3 separate regions of the Zea mays genome follow, and regions 1 and 3 are each linked to region 2. The links are chromatin contacts, called in public Hi-C maps. All regions are on one chromosome and are shown on one strand. Each heading gives the region's core, a stretch centred on a gene start, on an enhancer-like site or on the middle of the called end of the contact. The rest is flanking DNA. Distances are from core to core; before and after follow the strand shown. Region 1 holds the start of LOC100217252. Region 2 holds the start of LOC100281548. Region 3 holds the start of LOC100274468.

Region 1 (4,435 bases), core at 1,585-4,084, 170 kb before region 2:
TGAGTCCGAGCCCTGGGGTCGGGCGAGGCGGAGTCCGTCTTCCGAGGTCGAGGCTGAGTCCGAGCCCTGGAGTCGGGCGAGGCGGAGTCCGTCTTCCAAGGTCGAGGTTGAGTCCGAGCCCTAGGGTCGGGCGAGGCGGAGTCCGTCTTCCGAGGTCGAGGTTGAGTCCGAGCCCTAGGGTCGGGCGAGGCGGAGCTTCCTATGGCGCCCGAGGCTGGACTTAGCTGTTATCGGCCTCACTCTGGCGAGTGGCACAGCAGTCGGAGCAGGGCAGGCGGCGCTGTTTTCCTGTCAGGTCAGTCAGTGGAGCGGCGAAGTGACTGCTGTCACTGCGGCCTTGTCGACTGAGGAGCGTGCGTCAGGATAAGGTGTCAGGCGATCCTTGCATTGATTGCTCCTGCGATACGGTCGGTTGGCGTGGCGATCTGGCCAAGGTTGCTTCTCCGTGAAGCCTGCCAGAGCTGGGCCTCGGGCGAGTCGAAGGTGCGCCTGTTGCTTGAGTAGACCCTCGGGCGAGGCGTGAATCTGCCTTGGTCTACAGTTCCTGCCCGAGGCTGGGCTCGGGCGAGACGAGATCGTGTCCCTTGAGTGGACGGAGCCTTGACCGAAATCGCGCCCATCAGGCCTTTGCAGTTTTGTGCTGATGGGGGTTACCAGCTGAGATTAGGAGTCTTGGGGGTACCCCTAATTATGGTCCCGACAAATAGTTATATAAATTTAGCACCTAAATTATAGATTTAGAAAGTTGCTAAAACAATTTAAGGAGTAAAAAATGTTTGGCTCCAACAATTCTCCATTTATTGGTTGCTATTTTTAAAAGTTATCCGTCAACTAAAAAAAGGTGGGTCTGCTTTCTATTTTTAATTGAACTACCGGCAAAGATCAGTATCAACAGCATTCCCTGACGTCTTGGGAGGTCGAAGATGTTAATGGAAAACCAGATGGCCGCAGCGACGATGTAAAGGCATCATAGGAGGTGCTCTAACGGTGTCTTGTCACAAGAGGTTGTTTGGGAGTGACTACGGAGCCAGCCGATCGGACTAGGTGCGTTGCCCCGTTCGAACTAGCCAACCACTTTGACACGTGCATAGGTTTCACCATTTGTGTTTGTTGTGTGACATATTGGTCTGACCTTCACTATCACGATAAATGGCTGAACAAATGAAGAATGAATGATATATTTTTTATGACATGGCTGAACAAAAAAAACATGAATTGCTAAAAAATCGAGGTGGCTAACATCAGTTCCATGGAATAGATGAACAACGTGAATGAGTGGTATTGGTTTTTATAGAACGGATGATATCAGTTCTACAGTGTACGCATAATATCTCTACTCTGTAAAACACAAATAGATATGAGCTGCGGTGGTAGAAGACTCTTGATTCGTACTGAATGAGCGGGGTTTGAATCACCCCATGCTCTATTTTTTTTTGTTTATTCTGCGTGTCCGCGGATGGGTTGGTTGGTCGGAACGGTTGGGTCCTTTGTCCAAGTAATAATGAATCAATAGATCCATCCGCCTAGGTGATGATTAGCACTTAGGTGTCGTTTGGTTCACGAAATGTAACGTAAATGGTAATGTTAACGATTTACACTCGAATAGCGGTGATAACAAATTTAAAATTTGGTGATATCCATTTGTAGTGTGATATCGATTATGGTTGGACTTAAACAAACATGATTTAACGTTATCGGTTACCCATTATATTACCAATATGTGAATCAAACGATACCTTAGTTGTGTGTCTAGACAGAAAGAGAGAGAGGAGGGAGGGAGAGAGAGTTGGAAAAGTGTACCAGATTTTTGTTATTTTTTTTCCCGTTGGTGATGTGATGCGGGGTTTCCGAGAAACTGAAGGTGCTTCCGCCCATCCATGGGCCTCACGATCGTAGTATATTTGGCGTATAATACAAACACGTATATATAGCTTTCTCTCAACGCTGGGCAACGCTGCTGCCGCGTGCATGAGTGTGACACGAGGTATACGAAACACATGTACCTTTCTCTCCACACCGGCCAACGTTGCCACCCACGTGCATGAGTGTGACACAGTACACAACCGAGCTGGTGAAGTGAAGGTAACACGCGCAGCGGCGGCGTCGTTCTCCCAGCGTTAGTTTCTTCACGCGTACGTTTATCACGCAGAAGACGTGCGGAGTTAAAAAAAATTAAATGCCAAGCGACACCTCTTCAGCATCGAACATTCCACGTCCGGCTGACGAAAGCGCCGGCCGGACGGGGACGGGGACGGCGGTGTTCACTTCTGAACATCCAGAGTCATCAGCAACGTAACGCGGGGTTTGAATGATTCTGTTGTGGTCCCCGTCCTTCGCATGTTCCACCGCGCTCAAGGACTTGCACGTACGTACATTGTTTGGTTCGTCTTTCTCCTCTTCAATTTTTTTTTGTTTGCGAAATGAAATTAGTTGATCTATCGACATCTCATTTCTCATACTTAAAAATATACTTATTCCACCAAATTTAAGAAATAGACTCATTATATACAACCTCGTCTTTATCAGCGATAACTCAAACCAAACACCCCTAATTACCTCGATCAGCACACGGTCAAGCAAGCACAAGTCAGTCCACGTTCCACACACTCCAGCCCGTTCCAACTGGGCACGGGGATACGGCAGGTGCGCGCACGTTCCTCACCAGCCGAATCGCACTATCCATCCAACCAAATCCCACGTGAAGAAAACGACCACCGTTTCGCAGTTCACCCCTGCCAGGCCCGGCCCGGCTGCTCTCTCTGCTTCTGCTCTGCCTCCCTCTATGGCTCTATATAACCAGCGGGCCGCTTCAGCTCTCTCTCTGACTTGTCCACCATATCCTCTCCAGCTTTCCGCTCCGCCCTTGTCGCTCGTCCAGCCACCGTGCCCGTGCCCGTGCCGCCGAGAATTCTATCCAGAAGCAAGCAACAAGAGCCCACCCCCGCTTCGCGCGCTCTTTCGTGCCAGGCAAACACAGAGCACAGCTATCTGCTCGTGTCCCGGTCCGTCCAACTCGCTCGCTCGCTCAATCCACTGATGATGGGGATCCCGCTGGTGTGCTACTGCCTCGCCGTGCCCAAGCCGGTCATCGCCTTCTGCAGGCTGCTCAGCGCCGTCAGGGACGCCGCCCTGCTGATGCTGGCCGTGGTGGGGCTGTGCCGCTTCCCGCCCGACGGCGCGGTGGACGCCGGCCACCAGCCCGGCGAGGTGAAGGCCCGGCTCCCCGCCGTGGAGTACGGCCAGCTCCTGGCCGAGCACGACGAGCAGCAGCAGTCCGGCGACCACGACTGCGACGGGGACGCCGCGTCGTCGGATTGCATCGTGTGCCTCGAGACGCTGGAGGCGGCGGACGAGGTGCGGCGGCTGGGCAACTGCGCGCACGCCTTCCACCGCGCCTGCATCGACCGCTGGATCGACCTCGGCCGCGCGACCTGCCCGCTCTGCCGCTCCGACCTCCTGCCGCGCGCGCCGGGCTGGGCCAGCCGGCTCGGCCTGGGCCGGCTCACGCGCGTTCGGTGAGGAGGACCGTCTTCCAGGGCAGTTTTTAATTTGTCTATTGGATGATGGGGCGCGGACAGGTTAGCGACGGCGATCGCCCGGGTGGTATAACAGCTGCTCTGCCTGCCATCAGCCAACCGCTAATCTACGGGGGGGCTTCATTAGTACGTAAAAGGCGCCTCACACTTGGTATACGTAAAAGATATACTAGTTATTAATACGTTAAAGGATTGAGTATACGGCACCTAGATGTTTCATTTGTACACGATTTTAATTTCAGTCTCTCCTCGACCATATAATAGTAATTAAATTAGTTCGTCAACTTATTGTGCAACTTGGTGAGCTTAGCAGCAGCAAGTTTGCGCAACTGGCAGTGATGAATAATTTAGCAACCAACTTGAATCCTCTTATCATGATCATCTCGTCTCGTGTTGGGAACCGCTTGCTAAACACGAGCGTGGGTGTAAATAAAGTGCCGAAACAGTCTGATTTAGACTTTTTCTTCGATCAAATTGCGACGCCCAAGGTTTTGAAGAAGCTAGCTGCACACCGAATTTGAAACAGCGCTTACCTAGAAAATCCAAAAGCGCCTGTGTTTGACGACGTACGCAACCCCAATGCAACAACAATATCCCAAACTTCTTTTTCTACGTCAAGGGAAACATTAATTACAGACCTCAATTAACACATGGAATCAATGATGAAGCAGCAGCATGTCAAATACTAGTGTCATTATAGCTTTTTTTTTAAAAAAAAAGGAAGCAGCATAGTAGTCTTCTATTGTACGATTCTCATCATGTAACCAATAATTTAATCTTATAGCGATATGGCCGGACGGACAAGCACATGCACATGGGCCTCGTTCAGCCTCCACTCATGTACGAGCATAGAAGATAATCCAAGAGAACACACGACACGACGACACGACTCCTGCGAT
Region 2 (4,804 bases), core at 358-2,857:
CATTTGTACATAAGTTATTGTGATATTATATGTTTCCGTTGCAACGCACGGGCATTCACCTAGTATATGATATATGGGTGGTGTTTATATGGTGAACTTTTGATTGCTATAACTGATTTTTTGAATTTTTGGGGTGCACATGCACCCACCAGCTACTAAGTAGCTTCGCCCTTGATTATATATATATATATATATATATATATATATATATATATATATATATATATATATATATATATATATATATATATATATATATATATATATATATATATATATATATATATATATATATATATATATATATATATATATATATATACACACACACACAGCTGAGCTGGTGTGCCAAAGCATATCGGATGAGAACGTTACCATCGTCACTATAGCCGTCCTTGTAGAGAACACGTGGACAACGACATTCACAATGTATCAATCAATATTTTTTTAGATCCCTTTGGATTTGACTCGATAATACATTATGCTCGATACGCTTTCCCCTCCAAGATGTAGCTTGTTATGAATCTTAGCTGATTACCTGGAAACAACGTTTTATTTTACAAAGAATATATATAATAGGAGTAAGAAAAGAAATGCATCTTCAATTCTTACGTGTATACAAGCATAGACAGGGGCGGACCCAGAGCAAAATAAGAGTGAGGGCACACTTATGAAGACAAGCATCAAAACACCAGAGTGGGGACATCTAAGTTGAACTGAGAAGGGGACCTTATAGTAAAAATCTAGTCTCTACTACTTGCACCAAAGAAATGAGCGAGGGCCTGTGCCCTCACTCCACTATACGTAGGTCCGCCCCTGAGCATAGATGAAATACATCTTAGAGATGTATTACGTGGAATAGCACCGGAGGAATTAGGGCATGTTTATTTAAGCTTATACATTGCATAATCTGGATTATATATAAGATCAAATAATCTGGATTATATAATCTAAATAATCTAGACGTATCTGTTTGGCAACCCATTTTATTGAAATTTTAGTTATTGATTTTAGTTTTTTTTTTTGGTGTGTGTGTGTAAAGAGTGGCAATGGGGGCTACCTCATAGAACGGCATCTGGTTTCTATTTATTTTTTAACGTCCTTCCTTGGTGGGTACCACGAGCGATGCTTTGTGCTGCTGCCCATCGTTGTGAGGCATGGAGAGTGAGTGGTGTCAGAATTCACAAGTGGACCGGCGGTGATTTTTGGGTGTCGTTGTGTCACTGGCGTTGGACAGCGGCGGCAAACTGTTGTGGGCGCCCGTGGAGACGATAACCAATCACACGGAGTATGGCTTGACGCGACGGCTCCCTCTCGCTCCCCGTGGCGGCGTGGTCATTTTTCGCACCTCGTCATTGCTTACATTACATTCGTGCCCAAACACGACGATTCGATTCCTCCCTCCACTCCACCTCGTCCAATTGTAAAAGTCTGACCCGCCCCAGACCCACCGATCGGTCAATTCCCACAACCGCGTTGGCGTCGGATCCCAAGCAAAGGAGCAAGGGTCCGCTCTGGCTCTGGTTCGCACCGGGGAAAGTATAACGTCAGGGCGGGCTGCGAAAGGCAGGCGCTTTATTACCGTAGCAAGGAATTGAATGTGCACGGCCGGTTTTTCGCTCCGGGATTCCGTGTTATTTCATTTCATCCTCCTGCACGGTAGATTCCCATTCCCTCTTGTCATCCTCCTCCTCTCGCTCGCTGGGCCTGCCTGCCCTGCCTGCCTGCTCCCGTGCCGTGTCTCCGCAGCTCTTGCTTGCTCCGGGCTTCGCCGGCGGCATGGAGCCCGCTGGCGCGCCGTGGTGCGACCCTGGCCGTGGGTACGGCGCCGGATCGGCCGCGGAGGCGCCGACGCTGAAGGGACAACAACCGCAACAGCTGCTGCTGACGCCGCCGCGACAGGACGGCGCGGCGCTGAAGAGGAGCCTTGGCGACGTGGAGAGGTGGCAGCAGGCGCTGTACCTGCGCGCGGTGAGGCAGCGCGTCGCGGTCGCGGCGCAGTCGCAGATGGCGCACCCGCCGACCGACGTCGGGCCCGTGCTGGCGGGGGCTACCGCCTCGCCGGCCTCGTATGGTTTCTCCAGGCCGCCTTCGTCGCCCTTTGCCGGGCTCTCGCCGCAGCCGTCGTCGACGCTGTCGTCGCTCACCACGGCCTCGCACGTGGAGACGCCGCCGCTACTGCAGCGGCATACGGTGGCGGCCAGAGAGCTGGTGTTGTTGCAGGAGCTGGAGAAGCACCTACTAGACGACGGCGACGGCGAGGCCGAAGCGACGGGGAGTGCTTGCGGCTCCACGGTCACCAGCTCTGCGTGGGGGGACACGATACAGGAGCTCAACTCCCTCACCGCGGCGCCTCTGGCGTCTCTACCCAACAACTACAGCAACACCGTGCCTGCCATGTCAAGGTCTCCTCCGTCGAACTCCTCGTCGTCCACGGCTTCGTCGGCAGCGTCGAGCTCGCCGGCGGCCTCGACGACAGCCTCGTCGAGGCAGCTGCTGTCCGAGGCCGCGGCCGCCGTCGCCGACGGCAACCACGCGGCCGCGGCCGCCCACCTCGCGGTCCTGAAGACCGCCGCGAACCCGCGCGGGGACGCGGAGCAGAGGCTGGTGGCCATGATGGCGGGCGCCCTGTCGTCTCGCATCCGACGCCCACCCGCGTCTCACCAGCACCTCGCGGGCCTATGCGGCGCCGAGCAGCGCGCGGAATGGCAGCTGCTGCAGCACGTCTCCCCCTGCTTCGGCCTCGCCCTCCACGGCGCCAACCTCGCCATCCTCGACGCCGTGGCCGACCAGCGCGCCATCCACCTGATCGACTTCGACGTCAGCGTCGCGCAGCACACCGCCCTCATCGACTCCCTCGCCAGCCGCCGCGTGGCCGGCACGTGCCTCAAGGTCACGGCCGTCACCGACCCGACGTCGCCGTTCACGCCGGCTCTGGCGCAGGCGCTGGCGGCCACGGGCCAGCGGCTCAAGGAGCACGCCCGGCAGGCAGGGGTGGAGTTCCGGTTCAGAGCGGTCAGCTGCGTCGCCGGAGAGGTCGAGGCGTCCAGGTCGAGGCTCGGGTGCGACGAGACAGGGGAGGCGCTGGTGGTGAACCTGGCGTTCGCCCTCTCGCGCGTCCCGGACGAGAGCGTGTCCCCGGCCAACCCGCGCGACGCGCTCCTCCGGGGCGTGCGCGGCCTGCGCCCGCGCGTGGTGACGCTGGTGGAGCAGGAGCTCGGCGCGAACACGGCGCCTCTGGCGGCGCGGTTCGCCGACGCGTGCGCGCACTACGGCGCGGTGCTGGAGTCGCTGGACGCGACCCTGGGGCGCGACAGCGCGCAGAGGGCCCGCGCCGAGGCGGCCCTGGCGAGCAAGGCGGCCAACGCCGTGGCGCGTGAGGGCCCCGACCGGGTGGAGCGGTGCGAGGTGTTCGGCAAGTGGCGCGCCCGGTTCGGCATGGCCGGGCTGCGGCCCGTGGCGATCGGCCAGGGCGTCGCCGACCGCGTAAAGGGACGGCTAGGTCCCGCAGCACGTCCGGGATTCGACGTGAAGCTGGACAGCGGCCGGCTCGCGATCGGGTGGATGGGGCGCGTGGTCACCGTCGCCTCCGCCTGGCGTTAGCCGTACGTAGCACCCCTAGTGATGAGCTAATCATCAGCTCCCGGTTATCGACGCCTATCATTCAGAGTACCTCAGGAACAGCCGTTGTGCAACCACGAACGAATGCCTAGTAGTTGTAACAATAATCTCTCTAATTTTTTACGGCAACTGGTCGTTGAATATTGTACTAGTAGTAGTGGTAATGGGTTTTCTTCATGGCCACTGCTAGTTGGATATTTTTGTAGTAGTGCATCATTCGTGGTTGCTATCCGACTATCTCCTGTGTGCTCGATTTGGATGCGTGGCTACTTGTTGCCTGGCTGCTGCTGGTGCTGGGTGTTGTTTCTTCTCTGTTATAAACATCCAGTGAACCTGCCTTCGGTTCGGTGTCGCGCCTGTAGCGCGCCCGGCAACAGATCCTGGCAATCGAATCTCCGGCGCTCGCTTTCCTTCCAGCGCTCTCAAGTCTCACCTGCTTAAACCGAACTGCGATCTTAACCATAAAGCTGTCTACCATTGGTTAGCTTTGTTTTGTTTTCCTTGTAATAAATGTAAATAGGAGTATACTATTACGAAAAGGTAACGACGAAAGTGCCGATCTATCACGTGTTAATGCCTCATCTCCAGCTCCAAAACATTTAGTAAAGTTAGTGAAGGTAATTAGATGCTCGAGAAAATGGTAAAGCTAGAGCTATAAGTCATTAGAGAACATTTAAATAAGTCTTTTAGTTTATTATTTAAATGAAAATATTTTAAAAACTGTTTAAATTGATATATAAACTATATCTCTACGACGAAGGAACCTGGAGCAGCAGTGCAATATCCATATATTGCTCGCAACGCTTTGAGCGTGTGTATTCTCTACTGGCAGTTCAAGTGCTTTAACCGGTGGAAGATATGTATCGCGTGGGCCCGCCCCGCACTGCGACCGTTTCCCTTGACATATGGTTTACTGACACGCAGGCCCATGGGTATGGGTGGGCGCTTTTGGTGACAAGTCCCCTCATATCTTGTCGGACTATACGAATTTCTCTTCCAACATAACTACAACGTCGTACTCCCGGCGTGCTCAGAGGTGACCGCTGACTAGCTCGCCGGATCAGATCTTCTCCCTCCTCTCTCCCATCTCGGTCAGCCTCAATGGTCCTGGTCCTGGTCCAGTAGGGGCTCCAAAGTCGATCTATAACCCTACAGAGGCTCAAAAATGAACGTCTCGGATGCG
Region 3 (4,469 bases), core at 691-3,190, 190 kb after region 2:
GGGCCAGGATATCACACAACCCAATAGATGAGTCATATGTGGACGGAAGGTAGAAGGAAGTCAATAAGGACATTTTCATCTTCTTAGACGAGTCTAGTACACGCAAATGTAGATAATGGCGCGAACCAATTTTTAATCAAATAATGTTAACCATCGGATATCACGAGTTACAATGACAACTATAAAATAATTAATTTTTATAATGACATATATCTTAAAAATCCAAAGAATTAAGACAGTGCGGTAGAACGAAGAAACAGAGAGTGAAGGATCAGCCGATACATAATTCGTCGTGTAAGTGACGGGATGCTTGAATCAACCCAGAGAGTAACTGCATAAAATGATTTCGTGGAGCATCGCAAAAAAATTGCATAATTCCAATTCGTAATTCTTCGACTATATTAGTTAAAAGTATTAAATATAATATATTTACAAAACTAATGACATAGATAGGAATTAAACGACAATATATATGTATTAGAGCATCTTCAACATTTTTTCTAAAAAGCTGCTCTTATAAAACAGATGTAGAAAGTTGCTAAATATTAATAGGGAGTAAAAAATTGGTGTTCTCCAATAGTTCTATATTTTTAGGTGTCCAATATTTCAAATTATACTAGCTGAAAGTTTCTCTCTATGAAAGGTATGTTTTGGTGATTAGATGCTCAACACATATTGTTTTGTTTGATATAAGCTAAGTGTCAAAGAGATGCAAATAGAAAAGCAGGGTATGATTACAGCTTTAGTAAATTATTTTTGGTACTAACATTATTCTACTAAGTGTTAGGAACCTTTTTAAATCGAGAGAAATCAGATTGAAAAAGTTTGGCTAAGTAAGCCAAACTTGCACGAGCCTGCAGTGCACTGGACTGTCCAGTGCTCGTGCCTAGGCTAGCGCCCTGGCGAACAGAATAACGTTAGTAAAATAAATAAATAAATATATAATCAGCAATAAATGTATACGTAAAAAATATAAAAAGTACCCTATTCACTACTCAGTCACAACTTATTTACGATATAGAGCATATCACATGCAATATTTACTATTAAAATGGGTGTATCATATGTAGAGATGATAATGGATCACGATTCAAATATTTCTTCACAATTTTTTATAACCTTAAAATAATTTAGTTAAAAATAAATAAAAATAGAGTTTGATCCTAATCTGATCCGATACTTAAATTTTATAGTGTAAAATTTAGAGCTCATTGTCGTCCTAATCATATGTAATTAAAATTGTTGATTCATCCTTAAACAATCACACATTCAATTTGGATTGTCAGTGCGCAAAATGGAAATGACAAGCATTTTTCAGTTTGATACTTCTTTTCTATATATTTTACAGAGAGATTATATTAATTTAAGCAAACTCTTATCACTAGCGTTAAATAAATTTATTTTTTTTGTCATAAAACTTGATTTTGTTTGATATATACCATATGTATGCTATAAAAAAGTTGCTATGTAATATATTACGGTATTATACATACCAAATAGTTAGACTTCTTATATTGTACCAACAATTTTGTTACCCTTAGCAATCTTGAATACCCATATTTTAAATCCTGAGCTTGTCACTTTCTATTGACTTACTTATGAATTATCATAATATAAATATCTAGATTATATAATCTACATAATAATAATAATATATGTTGTTTGTTATCTCTTAATTTATTTAAGCTAAATTATATAATCTAGATGTTAAACAAACATGTCTAAGTCGTGATACAACAGAGTCAAATCTTGTCCATTTTGTCCGGTACAACAGTGGCGACTGTGAACGCACACCAGCCACATACTAAAAATTTATACTGTAGCTGGCGAGCGAGGCTAGAGCGCGACAGCGTGAGAGGGACGGCGGGCAAGTGGGCGGCAGTGGCAGCCACCTGCGCAGCCACAAGCACCCGCTTGCGGACGCGCGCACCACGCGAAACGAAGCGAAGAAAACGCCGGCGCCCCCGCAGCCAGACGCTGGAAGCGCCGGAACGAACGAACGCGCGGCGCCACCACCCACATCACTGCCCTGCCGTCGTAGCCCAGCCCCACCCACCCAGCGCCGCCCGCCCACGCCACCACGCGGACCGCAGCCGCGCCGCAGCTGCTCACACACACAGGGCAACAGACGCCTCCTCCATCCCCACGCGAGCGGACGACACGACGCGGCCATCGCCGCACGTTGAGATCCCCTCCGCTCCTCCTCTCGATGGTCTCCGCCAGCGCGCCGCCGCCGCCGCCGCAGGCCCAGTCCGACGCGGCCGGGTCGGGGGAGGAAGCCAGCAAGAAGGTGCGGAAGCCGTACACCATCACCAAGTCGCGGGAGAGCTGGACGGAGCAGGAGCACGACAAGTTCCTCGAGGCCCTGCAGCTGTAAGCAGGAGCAACCCCTGACATGGGTTCCATTTATTTTGATTGATGCGGTTCACAGGCCTAAAGCGTCGGGCTTTGTGGTGTTTTCTGTCTTTTTGATGCGTTAATTATGTCGTTGTGGATTTTTACTTTTTAATGTCTTGAGAATTTTTCTAAAGGTATGAAGCAGTCGTAATAAATAATCGGTGCAGCTGTTTCTTCACTTATTTGGGATTTTGCTATCATTTGTTGTAACTCGATTTCTTCTCGTTTATGGTTTCAATCTAGAACTTTACAATTAATCGAGGGTTTCCTAGTCCTTTTTAGGTCCAACATAGGGAAACAAATTATGTGTTGAGGCAGTTCAGCTACTGTGATTCACAAGCTGAATATGGAGTACAGGTAAAATAGGATGAATTCAATTTGCAGAATTTGGAATTTGAAATGATGAAGAAATTGTGCTCTTTGCTTTACTGGTGCTACCATTAGGCTTTTTTTGTTGGGATTCAACTAGGACTTGATTAGTTTAACACCCCGTTTGGATCATTGGAATTGAATTCCATTCTAATAATAGTAATTTAGTCATATATCAATTATGCTAATTCGGTTTTATGCAAATATATCTATATAATATTTATGTGCTAAATTTTTACTATAGAGGATTCTCTGCTTAGTAGTATTTTGATTGTAAGCATTAACTTGGTCCTGATTGTACATCTGAATCCATTGATGTCTTTGACCATCATGATTTGTTGTGCATGATGCCATTCTCTTGGTCCCAAACTCCTATAGCCCCATGTGTCCACACTAGCACTATCTCTGCACAACTTTCTTTTTCGGTGTGTACGATGCCAGCCTTTTGCATATGGTTGTGACATTCGCTGTTCTTGAATCCATACACTGTCCCAAAAAATTGTCACTGAAATATAAGACCACATCTTGCATGTAATATTCATGTGTAAACTATTTTCTTTTCTTTTCAGCTTTGACCGTGACTGGAAGAAGATAGAGGCTTTTGTTGGCTCCAAGACCGTCATCCAGGTATTCCTATTGTAAATGGAAATATAGGTTTTTAACTTTATAAGAACCCTGGCAATCAAACTATTTAGTAAATGCACCAACAAATCAAGTGAAATAATGCATAAAATATTCGATTTGTTACTTGTGAATGCTGATTAACAAAGAACTGAAGGATTTTCCATGGTTATGTTCCTTTTCTCTGCATTACAAGATTAGAAATAACAGTCAATTTGGATATCCTCATCTCCTGGCCCTACATTTTTCATCGTTGCATAAGCTCTTATCTGTTCATTATCAATTGATTCTATCTTCGAACAATTTCCTTACTTCGGTTTGGTGTTGTAGATTAGGAGTCACGCACAAAAGTACTTTTTGAAGGTTCAGAAAAATGGAACCAGTGAACATGTCCCACCTCCACGACCAAAGCGAAAAGCTGCCCATCCATATCCTCAGAAAGCTTCCAAGAATGGTGAGACTTCATATCCTCAGAAGGCATAAAAATAACAATCATATCTATCCATGTCATGCGCTGTGGGGCACCTAATTCACCAGCACCGTTTGTATATCAAATAGTTGCTCTAATGTCCTCTCCCTGACTTACAGAACCAAACTATGGTCTCAAGACAGATTCATCTTCCATACATAGGAACTCTGGCATGAATGTGTCTGTTTCTTCATGGCCTCATAGGTCTATCCCGCAAGCTGTTGCTTCATCGATGGTGAAAGGTTTGTATTCGTGCTTCTTCTGTCAAAGGTTTTGTTGGAATATTCCTCTGATAATTCTTATATTTCACCCAGAAGATTTAGGTGCTGGAACACTAGGTCCAAACAATTTTTGCTCAAGCAGTACTGAAGGCCCTCCAAGAACTTGGCAACCTGGTGAAACAAATGGTCCAATAAATCAAATTCCGTCACTCCGCCGTCAGTACCTCATGATATTTCTGATAATAATCTTATAGTGCAAATAATCTCAGATTCTGTCCACCTCTACTGTTTCTAAGAATTATTTTTTAACCATCCTCGTGGTGCATCTTTTCTTGTGAAATTGCAAGCTTCAATCTTAAAACTGCTGGTCCCTTCTTTAGAATGAACCGAAC

What was found. Hi-C and Micro-C count contacts between places; a contact is called where the count stands out from the background.
Region 1: a Hi-C map of bundle sheath shows a contact between it and region 2, with 2.6 times the contacts expected there. The contact joins the promoter of LOC100217252 here to the promoter of LOC100281548 in region 2. A contact is called at or near these places in 2 of 25 Hi-C or Micro-C datasets (bundle sheath and leaf).
Region 3: a Hi-C map of leaf shows a contact between it and region 2, with 6 times the contacts expected there. The contact joins the promoter of LOC100274468 here to the promoter of LOC100281548 in region 2. A contact is called at or near these places in 2 of 25 Hi-C or Micro-C datasets (bundle sheath and leaf).

Annotation. Positions count from the first base shown.
Region 1 is chr4:161,506,929-161,511,363 of Zm-B73-REFERENCE-NAM-5.0, reverse strand. LOC100217252 reads left to right here and starts at 2,834. Exons shown (of 1, transcript NM_001143607.1): 1 at 2,834-4,007. The coding sequence starts at 3,037. The coding sequence ends at 3,519.
Region 2 is chr4:161,334,546-161,339,349 of Zm-B73-REFERENCE-NAM-5.0, reverse strand. It overlaps LOC100281548, which reads left to right and starts at 1,607. Exons shown (of 1, transcript NM_001154467.1): 1 at 1,607-3,802. The coding sequence starts at 1,780. The coding sequence ends at 3,603.
Region 3 is chr4:161,146,911-161,151,379 of Zm-B73-REFERENCE-NAM-5.0, reverse strand. It overlaps LOC100274468, which reads left to right and starts at 1,940. Exons shown (of 9, transcript NM_001360601.1): 1 at 1,940-2,373; 2 at 3,336-3,393; 3 at 3,718-3,841; 4 at 3,976-4,098; 5 at 4,174-4,293. The coding sequence starts at 2,210.